Linked DNA regions of Sus scrofa: all the other regions are linked to region 3. Evidence: chromatin contacts called from public HiChIP or PLAC-seq data. All regions are on one chromosome and are shown on one strand. Each heading gives the region's core, a stretch centred on a gene start, on an enhancer-like site or on the middle of the called end of the contact. The rest is flanking DNA. Distances are from core to core; before and after follow the strand shown. Region 1 has its middle 86 kb from the start of IKZF1. Region 2 overlaps C9H7orf72. Region 3 overlaps IKZF1 (DNA-binding protein Ikaros).

Region 1 (3,277 bases), core at 133-2,632, 150 kb before region 3:
AGAGTCACAGGAAATGTAAGCCGACTTGAATGTGGCTGCTCGGGCTATTATTTTAATATATATTCTCAAATGTCTTTATGTTGGCCTAGGTGCAATCAATGCTATCGGAGGCCTGGAGCCGAGCTCAGGACAGATCACCTCGCACCTGCAGCATGTGGAAATTTCCAGGCTAGGGATCGAATCGGAGCTGCAGCTGCAGGCCTATGCCAGGGCCACAGCAACACCAGATCCAAGCCGCCTGTGCGACCTACACCAAAGATGGTGGCAACTCCAGACCCTTAACCCACTGAGCAAGGCCGGGGATCAGACCTGTCATCCTCACGGAGACATCGTTGGGTCCTTAACCAGCTGAGCCACAAAGCAACCCCCTCCTGGAGGTTTCTAAGTACAGACAACCTGAGGGGTGCGACGGGGCGTGCACACATCCAGGCAGCTCCTCTGTCGGCCAGGAGCTGTCCATGTGGAAAGTGCACTTCTGGGTTTGGTGGAAGTTGGAAGAGAAAATCACGGGGAGGAAATTATCTCCCTCTCACCCTAAAGTACCTCTTCTCCCCCCAAGGTGGAGGCAAGATAGGGGACTGTACCCACAAAAAGGTAACAGTTACCTTGCAGGAGTAGAGCCGGCAAGGGGGTGCTGGCCAGCAGGTGGCAGTAGTGATGGGTCCCTGCACCAACCAATCAGAATGGGTGCCCAGCTCTGGGTGAAAACAGGCCAACCTTGTATAAGACCACCTGTGCCCCCCAGCCAGCACCTTCCTTCCCTTGGGCGGGGCTGTCTCTCTGCCAGCTCCCAGTTCCACATTTGGGGAGCAAGTCCTGTCCCACAGTGGGCATGTGTATTCTGAGCCTGCTGAGTTCCAGACACCCGCCAGGCCTGGGTTCTGCAAGGGACTGCCCTCGGCCCTTCCCAGCTGGGTAGGGGAGGTGATTCCAGGGGAGGAACAGCGCCTTCCAGAAGTCATGGGGTGGGGCTGCAGCCTGAGATCCTACAGGTGGGGTGGGTGAAGACCAGCTCGAGGCAAGGCAGGGCAGCTGAGTCCTTGGCACTCGGAACAGGACCAGGGCTGGGCATTCCTCCTGGAATGAGGAGCTGGACCAGGACTTCAGGGTGGGGAGGGAAGAGAGGAGGGGATTGGCGGGGGGGGGGAAGCTCCAAGCAGGGGCGTGGAGGGAATCACTGCGGACCCCAGAGCTCTCTCTGTCATCTCTCCCCCCTCACACCTGTGCCACCAGCATTACTGGTTAGCTTGTCTGTCTGTCCCCAGATGCTACTGTGAACTCTGGAAACTACTGGAAAGATGCATCGGTGTTTATGTCTCAGGGTCATCCCATCTCAGTTCCCTGAATACAGCAGGCGCTCAGCTGGGGAGCTGCCCAGTGCAGGCGGCCACGCTGACGAGGAAGGCGTGGGGGGAAGAGGAACCGTGTTTGTCTTGGGTGTCGGGCACCATGGCATGATATGCCTGCGATGGTTGGAAGGACTCTGCAGCACAGGGCGAGGCTCCTGCACATGCCCGGGTGCTCAGGAGAGTCTCGATGCAAGAGGAGGCGGTCGCATCAAACTCAGTCACTAAGCTCCTCCTGGGCTGAGCGCTGGGGGTGCAGATGGAGGAGTTTGAGCAGAACAGAAAACAGGCAGAGACAAAGTCAATGCAGCTGTCTTCCTCCCAAAGGACTCTGGTGGAGGCTGGGGAGAGAGGGGGTGGAGGCCCTGAGAGGTCAGGGGACCTGGGACCCGGAGCCCCCATCCCGGGCACCAGGAGCAAGAGTGAGGCGGCGAGAGGCAGTGCGGGTCCCCTGTGAGGAGCAGGGGCTGGCGGGGGGAGGCAAGGACGTGCAGCCAGCGGGCAGGTCAGTGAGGCTTCCAGGCCGGAAAGGGATGCAGGTCTTCCCCCGAGGAGGAAGGAGGCTGCGGGTGTGTAGATGGGCCGCCAGAGGCCAGAGGTGGAGCACAGCTACCTCTCTGGTCTCCGTGTGAAAAGAGGGCAGGCCTGCGGGTGAGGCCCTGAAGGCCACAGCCTGGTCCAGGGAGAGGGGACGGGAGCCTGCAGATGGGGCAAGGAGAACCTGAAGGTGCGGGATGCTGCTGGAAGTGAAGCTATAGCCGTGAGAACCCGCAGAGGGAGCAGCTATGTCCAGCCGGGGAAGGGGGCCTGTGGAAGGGGAGCTGGATGAAATGCCCTCGAGAGGCAGATTAGGTGTGACACGGGGGCCGTGAGCTGGAGACGGTGCGGTGACTTCATCAAAGGCTTGGTAGCTCAGTCTGAGCTTTCTGGGAAAAGCCACCTTTCTGTTGGTGGAGGGTTGAGCAGGAGCTGGGATGCTCCCTGGTGCCTGGCGTCCCCATGGTGCGGGGCAGGCCCGGACCACCTGGCCTTGGCCCTCCCGGGCTGGCTCTCATGTCCAGTTCAGTCGCCAGAAGTAGCCCTGTTTTCCGAGTCATCAGCCACCTTGATTCCTTGCCCGTGTTCTTTTGTTCTTTATGTTCTCAGCGCTGACCGGAGAGAGGCCTTCTGCCTCCTTATCGGCTGGGAAGGGCATCCACGTGTCTCAAGTCCTTTCTGGCCACAGCAGATGGAGCAAGGCCATAACTGAGAGAAAATAGAACTGCCCTGTTGGATCTGAAATTGTTCTCTTTGCTTTCTTCAAGAGGAGAACCAGGGCACGAGAGGCAGAAGCTACTTCTGCAAAGAGATCCCAGACTTTCATCGTGGCTCCAGAACCACGGCTGCAGTGTCCCTCGTTGACAGGCAGTGGGCAGAACTCCTTTGATTGACTGATTGATTGACTGATTAATTGATTTTGACTTTTAGGGCCTCACCTTTAGCATAAGGAAGTTCCAGGCTAGGGGTCAAATCGGAGCCACAGCCACAGCCACAGCAACGCGGGATCCAAGCCTCCTCTGCGACCTACACCACAGCTTACAGCAACACCTGATCCCTAACCCACTGACTGAGGCCAGGATCGAACCCGCCTCCTCACGACCCTAGTCAGATTCATTTCCACTGCGCCCCAACGGGGACTCCCCAGAGCTCATTTTGTGTTTCTCTGAAGAAACTGTTCTCAAGTGCGAGGATCAGTTTTTCAGGAGCAAAATATCCTTCAATATTTTGAAGAAAGGCTTTAAAGCAGAAATTAAAGTGGTTTCCTTCCACGGATAAAGAGCCACTACCCAAAGCCAGATCTTTGTTTTGGTCACAATAATATGTTTTTTAAAAAATGAAATACTTCATAAATTGTTGCCTTTTTAGATATCACTCCTAATTTGATTACTATG
Region 2 (3,146 bases), core at 386-2,885, 230 kb before region 3:
TTTGTAACCTGCGTGAAGCAATAACGTCTTCCTTTACCTCATCCACACCCTGGCATTCCTAGCTAGCCCAATCGAAGAAACATAAAAATAGTATCGAATTTGAAAGAATTACACAAAACTATTATTCTTTTTTTTAAAAGAATAGTATAGTCAGTTTACAGTGTTCTGTCAATTTCTGCTGTACAGCAAAGTAACCCAGTGATAAATAAATAAATAAATAAATATATATATATATATATATATATATATAATTCTTTTTGTCGTATTATTCTCCGTCATGTTCCATCACAAGTGACTAGACATAGTTCCCTGTGCTATGCAGCCGGACCTCATTTCTTATCCACTCCACATGAAATAGTTTCCATCTGTTCATCCCAGTCCATCCCGCTCCCTCCCCCGTCCCTTGGCAACCACAAGTCTCTTCTCTATGTCAGTGAGTTTGTTTCTACTCTATAGATACATTCATTTGGGCCATATTTTAGATCCCACATGTAAGGATATCATGTGGTATTTGTCTTTCTTTCTGGCTTACTTCACTTGGTATGAGAGTCTCTAGTTCCATCCATGTTGGCTCAAATGGCATTATTTTGTTCTTTTATGGCTGAGTAGTATTCCATTGTGTATATATACCACATCTTCTTAATCCATTTATCTGTCGATGGACATTTAGGTCGTTTCCATATCTTGGCTACTGTGAATAGTGTTGCAGTGAACGTAGGGGTGCACGTATATTTCGGAATGAAAATTTTGTCCAGGTATAGGCCCAGGAGTGGGGTTGCTGGGTCATATGGTGGTTCTGTGTATAGTTGTCTAAGGTACTTCCATACTGTTTTCCATGGTGATTGTACCAATTTACATTCCCACCAACAGTGCAGGAGGGTTCCCTTTCTCCACACCCTCTCCAGCATTTGTTATCTGTGGACTTACTAATGATGGCCATTCTGACTAGTGTGAGGTGGTACCTCACTGCAGTTTTGATTTGGACTTCTCTAATAATTAATGATGTTGAGCATTTTTCCATATGCCTGTTGGCCATCCGTATGTCTTCTTTGGAGAAATGTCTATTTAGGTCTTCTGCCCATTTTTCATTTGAGTTGTTTGCTTTTTTGCTGTTGAATTGTATGAGCTGTTTGTATATTTTGAAGATTCAGCCCTATCGGTTTCATCATTTGCAACTATTTTCTCCCATTCTGTAGGTTGTCTTTTTTGTTTGTTTGTTTGTTTCCTTTGCTGTGCAAAAGCTTGTCAGTTTGGTTAAGTCCCACTGTTTTTATTTCTAATGTCTTGGGAGACTGATCTAAGAAGATATTTGTATGGCTGATGCCAGAGTATCTTCTTTTGAGGACAAAAGAATCCTGTCACCAGAATACGAAAAAAATTTACAACAAAAATTACAATCTAACATATCCATAAATAGACCAAAAAAGTCTTTAGCAACAGTTTACTAACTTGAATTTGACAATATATAAAAAAGATAATGGGAGTTCCCATCGTGATGCAGCAGAAACGAATCTGACTAGTATCCATGAGGATGCAGGTTTGATCCCTGGCCTCACTCAGTGGGTTAAGGATCTGGCTTTGCTGTGGCCGTGGTCCAGGCCAGCAGCTACAGCTAAAATTCAGCCCCTAGGCCTGGGAACTTCCATGTGCTTCGGGTGTGGCCCTGAAAAGACAAAGAAAAAAAAGATAATGAATCATGAGTAAGTGGGGATATTCCAGGATTGCACAATTGGTTTTGCATTCAACATCAATGACTATAATTTACTATATATGTCCTCTAACCACCACAGAGTTAAATTAAAAATAAATAATAGCTGTAATATGTCTAGGAAAACATCAAATATTTTTAAATTAAACACTACAAATCTAAATAACCCATGAATCAAAGAGAAAATCACAGGAGAAATCAGAAAATACTTTAAACTGAATGGTGAAAATAAAACAACAAATTTGGTGTAAAGAAGTTCAACCTCTGCTAGGAAGGAAAAAGTCGTCTTTTGTGTGCTTATTAGGAAACAAGAAAGGTCTAAAATTAATTACATAAATTTCAATCTTAAGAAACTAAAAACAAGCCAAAAATAAGAAAGGGAAAGATTAAAAAGATAAGAGTAAGAGTAAATAATATCTAATTATTAAATTTTAATTTAATCATTAAGAGACTATATACACAGAATGTAAATTTCCAAGGCAATAGAGGGAAACTATTTAAATCTGTTTCATCCAAGAGGTGCTTTGAAAGAAGAAAAAAAGCTGAAAGGGAAAAAATAAAGCATGGCAAATAGAAAACATTACAGTTCTCATTTATATCTGCTCTTTTAAACTTCTTATTTACCCCTTCTAGGATGATGGAGATACACTCGTGCAACCGAACAAGAAATACAGCGCAAAAGACTCATTTTACAAGTCCTCCACGCAAAAGTAAGCATTTTTCCCAATAGAACTTAATTTTACTATATATTTCTTTTATCTTTAATAATACGTCCCCTTCGTGCTCAGAATATCCTGAATCCTGTGAGGAATTCAAAGAGCACAGCACACACATCAGAGCTCAGCACACACATCAGAGCTCAGCACACACATCAGAACACAGCACACACATCAGGACGATTCTTTACCTTGATTGAGAAAACAAACAGCTAAAGGAGGAAGACCTATATTTAACAGAAAAGTAAAACCAAAACAGAAAGGAAATGATCAGAGGAGGAGGAGAGGAGGATACAGCATCATAGGGGGGCAGAGAAGCTTTTTACTCAGTCGAAACCATACAGAGTGTCTGTTATGTGTCCATGTCCCAGACTGTGAGATTTACCGGAGAATAAAAGGCCCCCTTTCGGAGTTCCCATCTTGGCTCAGTGGTTAATGAATCCAATTAGGAACCATGAGGTTGCAGGTTCGGTCCCTGGCCGTGCTCAGTGGGTTCAGGATCGGCGTTGCTGTGAGCTGTGGTGTAGGTCGCAGATGTGGCTCGGATCCCGCGTTGCTGTGGCTGTGGTGTAAGCTGGCGGCTACAGCTCCCATTCGACCCTAGCCTGGGCACCTCTACGAAGCGGCTCACTGGACACCCATGTGGATGTGTCAAGTAGGCAGCGGGGCCTGTGGATCTGCAGCTTGGGAGGGGCCGGGCTGCAGGAGGAAGAGGGGTGCTG
Region 3 (3,166 bases), core at 119-2,618:
TTCATGATCCCAGGTTGCGGGGCGCAGAGGTCTTTGAGCCTTCCTGTGCAGAACCCAGCGAGCAGCGAGGCCCTGGCAAGTGAGCCTCTGCCCAGAAACTTAAAGGGTACAGATCTGAGAACTTGATTCCCAGGAGTTCAGGGTCCCAACTGCCCAACCACCCTCCTCTTCCCCCTCACCCCCACCCCATCTCCTGAACTCACTGTGTCAGGAGGACTGTCTCTGGCAGAGGTTGGGGGGGTGGGGGGGCTGTGATGCAGGATGCTGCAAGACCTGCTCTCAGAATCTTGCCAGGAGTGCACACGGAGAGCTCTTCCTGGGTTCTAGGACAATCGTTTGATGCCGGGACAATGGAAAGAGCTGGCCCCTCGTTTCTAGTCTCAAAGTGGACAGTGAGGGCAGTGGCTAATTCGTTCTGTCCACTTATCTGTCCACAAGTCTTCCCTCCAAGGAGCTGACAAGCAATCCTCAGCAATAAAGCTTTAGGAACGTGGGTGCTCGAGCCGGGCTTCGTGGTTCATACCTCCCAGCTGTGTGACCTCAGGCGAGTTGTACAGCTTCTCTGTGCCTGAGCTGCTTTCACTGTAAACTAGGATGACAGTGCAGTAATATTTAAGGGCATGGCTCTGGACACCTGCTCTCACTTGCCAGGCCAGTCTCTGCTCTCAGCTCACTTTGCATCTTTCCCTATTAAATCCTCTCAAAGCCCCTGTCGGGCCTGTGCTGACAGTTCCCAGTTTTACAGATGAGGACACCGAGGCGCAGAGAAGCAATAGGAGTCTCCCGGGATCTCAGCGCTGTGAAGAGTGCAGCTGAGATCCCACACCAGGAGGGTTGACCTCAGAGTCTGGGCTCTGGACTTCACATCCCTGGGAAAGTGTTGACTCAGAGGAACTGGGAACAGCGTTGCCCAGACCTGAGGGGTCACGGGACTCTCCTGGAGGCAGGTGTCAGCACCCAGGGCAGGGCCATCCCCAGAGTTTCCAGCTCAGCGGGTCTGGGGTAGACCCAGGAGTCTGCTGTTGTAACTAGTTCTCAGGAGATGCTGGTCCTGCCGGTCCAGGGAGCACACCTGGATTCACAGCGTTGATCAGAGATTTTGTGGCCGTGGCGACTCTCGCGCTCATTGATTATTTGACCGGGCAAAGTTTACCTACTTGCTCTTATTAATCTGTGGCGACTGGGATGGGAACGATGGCTTTCAGGGTAACTGTAGCTTCTCCCGGTCCTGACAGTGTCAGATCCAGCATCCAGCATCAGTCAGCATTGCAGAAGAATGTAAACAAAATGTCTCTTTGCTTCCCAAGAAAAGTATGTAACCAACAGAAATAACTACCCTATAACCGTGACTCAGCAGCACAGAGTGGCCAGCAGTTCCTCTCCTGGAGCCCTTCACCCGCACGCGTCCCTGACTCTTCCTGAAAAGCCAGCCCAGACCTCTTAACAGCCCCTGGACAAAACCTCCCTTCACCCCCTGGAAGAAACCTCAGCCATCAGGGCTCTCTTAGAACACAGGCTTTATTACCATTGCGAATATATAGGGTTGAGAGTGAGCAGGTGCCAAAGAAACAGACAGACAGGACTCTTTGCGGAATCAGTGGTCAGAAATCTGAGCACCGGCTTGCCGGGTTTTGTCCCCACCTTTATCAAGACACAGAAGAAGGGCAGATCACTAGTGCACAGCCTTCGGCTCAGGCGGACTTTTTCAGGCTTGATAAGGGGACTTTGCCACAACCGGGTCCCCCACCTGGGTGAGGAATACTCACCTTCTGCTGTGAGGGGTTCGTCTCGCTCACGGGGTGTCGGACTCGGCCCAGGTCAGTCCAGAGGGGCCACAAGGCTGGCCCTGTGGACCCAGTGACAAACCCTGCTTAGAGGTCCCCCCGTCCCATGCTAAAGTGAGAATTTATAAGTAGCTCTCCCATGCATTTGCACCGTCCACCATTTGGACCTACCGGGAGGGCAAGCAGGAGTCCCAAGCCCGTGATGCTCGCTGTCCCGTGTCACAGCCCCCTGTGGGCCGATCAGTCCTGAGCTCAGGCTGCATTCCCTGGTACCAGCTGCTGAGGACCTCTGCTTAGAAGCTGTCCGCTCCCACCGGGTTGTCTTTGCTGCTGTGCTGTGCTGTGCTGTTGCTGTTGCTGTTGTTTTCAATGACACTGAGCGGCCCCTGTGTTGTATTGTCTCTTTCAGCCGGTAATGTTAAAGTAGAGACTCAGAGTGATGAAGAGAATGGGCGTGCCTGTGAAATGAATGGGGAAGAGTGTGCGGAGGATTTGCGGATGCTCGATGCCTCCGGAGAGAAAATGAATGGCTCCCACAGTGCCCAAGGCAGCAAAGCTTTGTCAGGAGCTGGAGGCATTCGACTTCCTAACGGCAAACTAAAGTGTGATGTCTGTGGGATAATTTGCATCGGCCCCAATGTGCTCATGGTCCACAAGAGAAGCCACACTGGTAAGGCCTGACGTAGTTCCTCCTTTGGTGGCCTGGAAAGGCCGTCGGGGTGTCGCTGAGGGCTCTGCCCCTCCCGCCGAGTGTCCTGAGGGAGGCAGGCGTAGCCTCCTTGTTCTCCACCAACACTGGGAAGCACCACTGAACACGCGCCCCTTCACCCTACAAGTCAAGGCCACTAGACAGCAAGGGAAGGGAACTGCCTCCTCTGCTCCATCTCTCAAGGGCCCAGGGTTGCACCTGCTGAGTAGTGGCTGTGGGGCTCCTAGGTGCCAACCAGGTCACCCTTGAGAAAATGGGGCAAAACAAACCAAAAAGAGATTGATCCACTGCAGTCTACTCCTCACCTTTCCCACTGAAAAACCAGGAGTAAAATCGGCCTGTGGCGGGTATTTCAAACCTACAGGGCTTGATTTTTAGAAACATCAGTTGCCTAATGGAACAGCCGCCAAGTTGAGTCTTGCAGAAAGTGCTCAGTTTTCAGATGGCTTATCCTCCAGCGGGTGAGACTCCCGCCGAGGTGGTTTGGTTGCCACTGGTTTTCCTCTCAAATTTCTAGAGCATTTAGTTCCCAAACCCCTGCCCTAGTGGAGGGGTGCTGGAGGTTTTGGAAAGGAGAGAACACAGTATCCTGTGTCCAGAAATGAAGCAGGGAGGACCGTGCTGTGTCTGAAGGCTGGGCCCAAGCCGCTGACACGTCCTCCCCTTGGGGGCA

The links. HiChIP or PLAC-seq counts read pairs in DNA pulled down with a chosen protein or histone mark.
Region 1: an H3K27ac HiChIP or PLAC-seq map of alveolar macrophages shows a contact between it and region 3. The contact joins two enhancer-like sites. A contact is called at or near these places in 7 of 47 Hi-C or Micro-C datasets (alveolar macrophages, blood, embryonic fibroblasts and 2 more) and 1 of 2 datasets of contacts at active chromatin or transcription factors (alveolar macrophages).
Region 2: a contact with region 3 is called in an H3K27ac HiChIP or PLAC-seq map of alveolar macrophages. The contact joins two enhancer-like sites. A contact is called at or near these places in 1 of 47 Hi-C or Micro-C datasets (blood) and 1 of 2 datasets of contacts at active chromatin or transcription factors (alveolar macrophages).

Annotation. Positions count from the first base shown.
Region 1 is chr9:136,284,234-136,287,510 of Sscrofa11.1, forward strand. No RefSeq gene overlaps it. Among named protein-coding and RNA genes, the nearest start is that of IKZF1, 86 kb to the right of the region's middle. Within about 2 kb of position 1,383, at least 4 of the 83 cell types and tissues checked have an H3K27ac peak or open chromatin away from gene starts, as enhancers often do. A contact at or near this core is called in alveolar macrophages, where this site is marked.
Region 2 is chr9:136,207,531-136,210,676 of Sscrofa11.1, forward strand. It overlaps C9H7orf72, which reads left to right. Exons shown (of 7, transcript XM_021063908.1): 3 at 2,342-2,418. Among named protein-coding and RNA genes, the nearest start is that of C9H7orf72, 20 kb to the left of the region's middle. Within about 2 kb of position 1,636, at least 5 of the 83 cell types and tissues checked have an H3K27ac peak or open chromatin away from gene starts, as enhancers often do. A contact at or near this core is called in alveolar macrophages, where this site is marked.
Region 3 is chr9:136,437,638-136,440,803 of Sscrofa11.1, forward strand. IKZF1 (DNA-binding protein Ikaros) reads left to right here. Exons shown (of 9, transcript XM_021063913.1): 5 at 2,194-2,454. Among named protein-coding and RNA genes, the nearest start is that of FIGNL1, 49 kb to the right of the region's middle. Within about 2 kb of position 1,369, at least 2 of the 83 cell types and tissues checked have an H3K27ac peak or open chromatin away from gene starts, as enhancers often do. A contact at or near this core is called in alveolar macrophages, where this site is marked.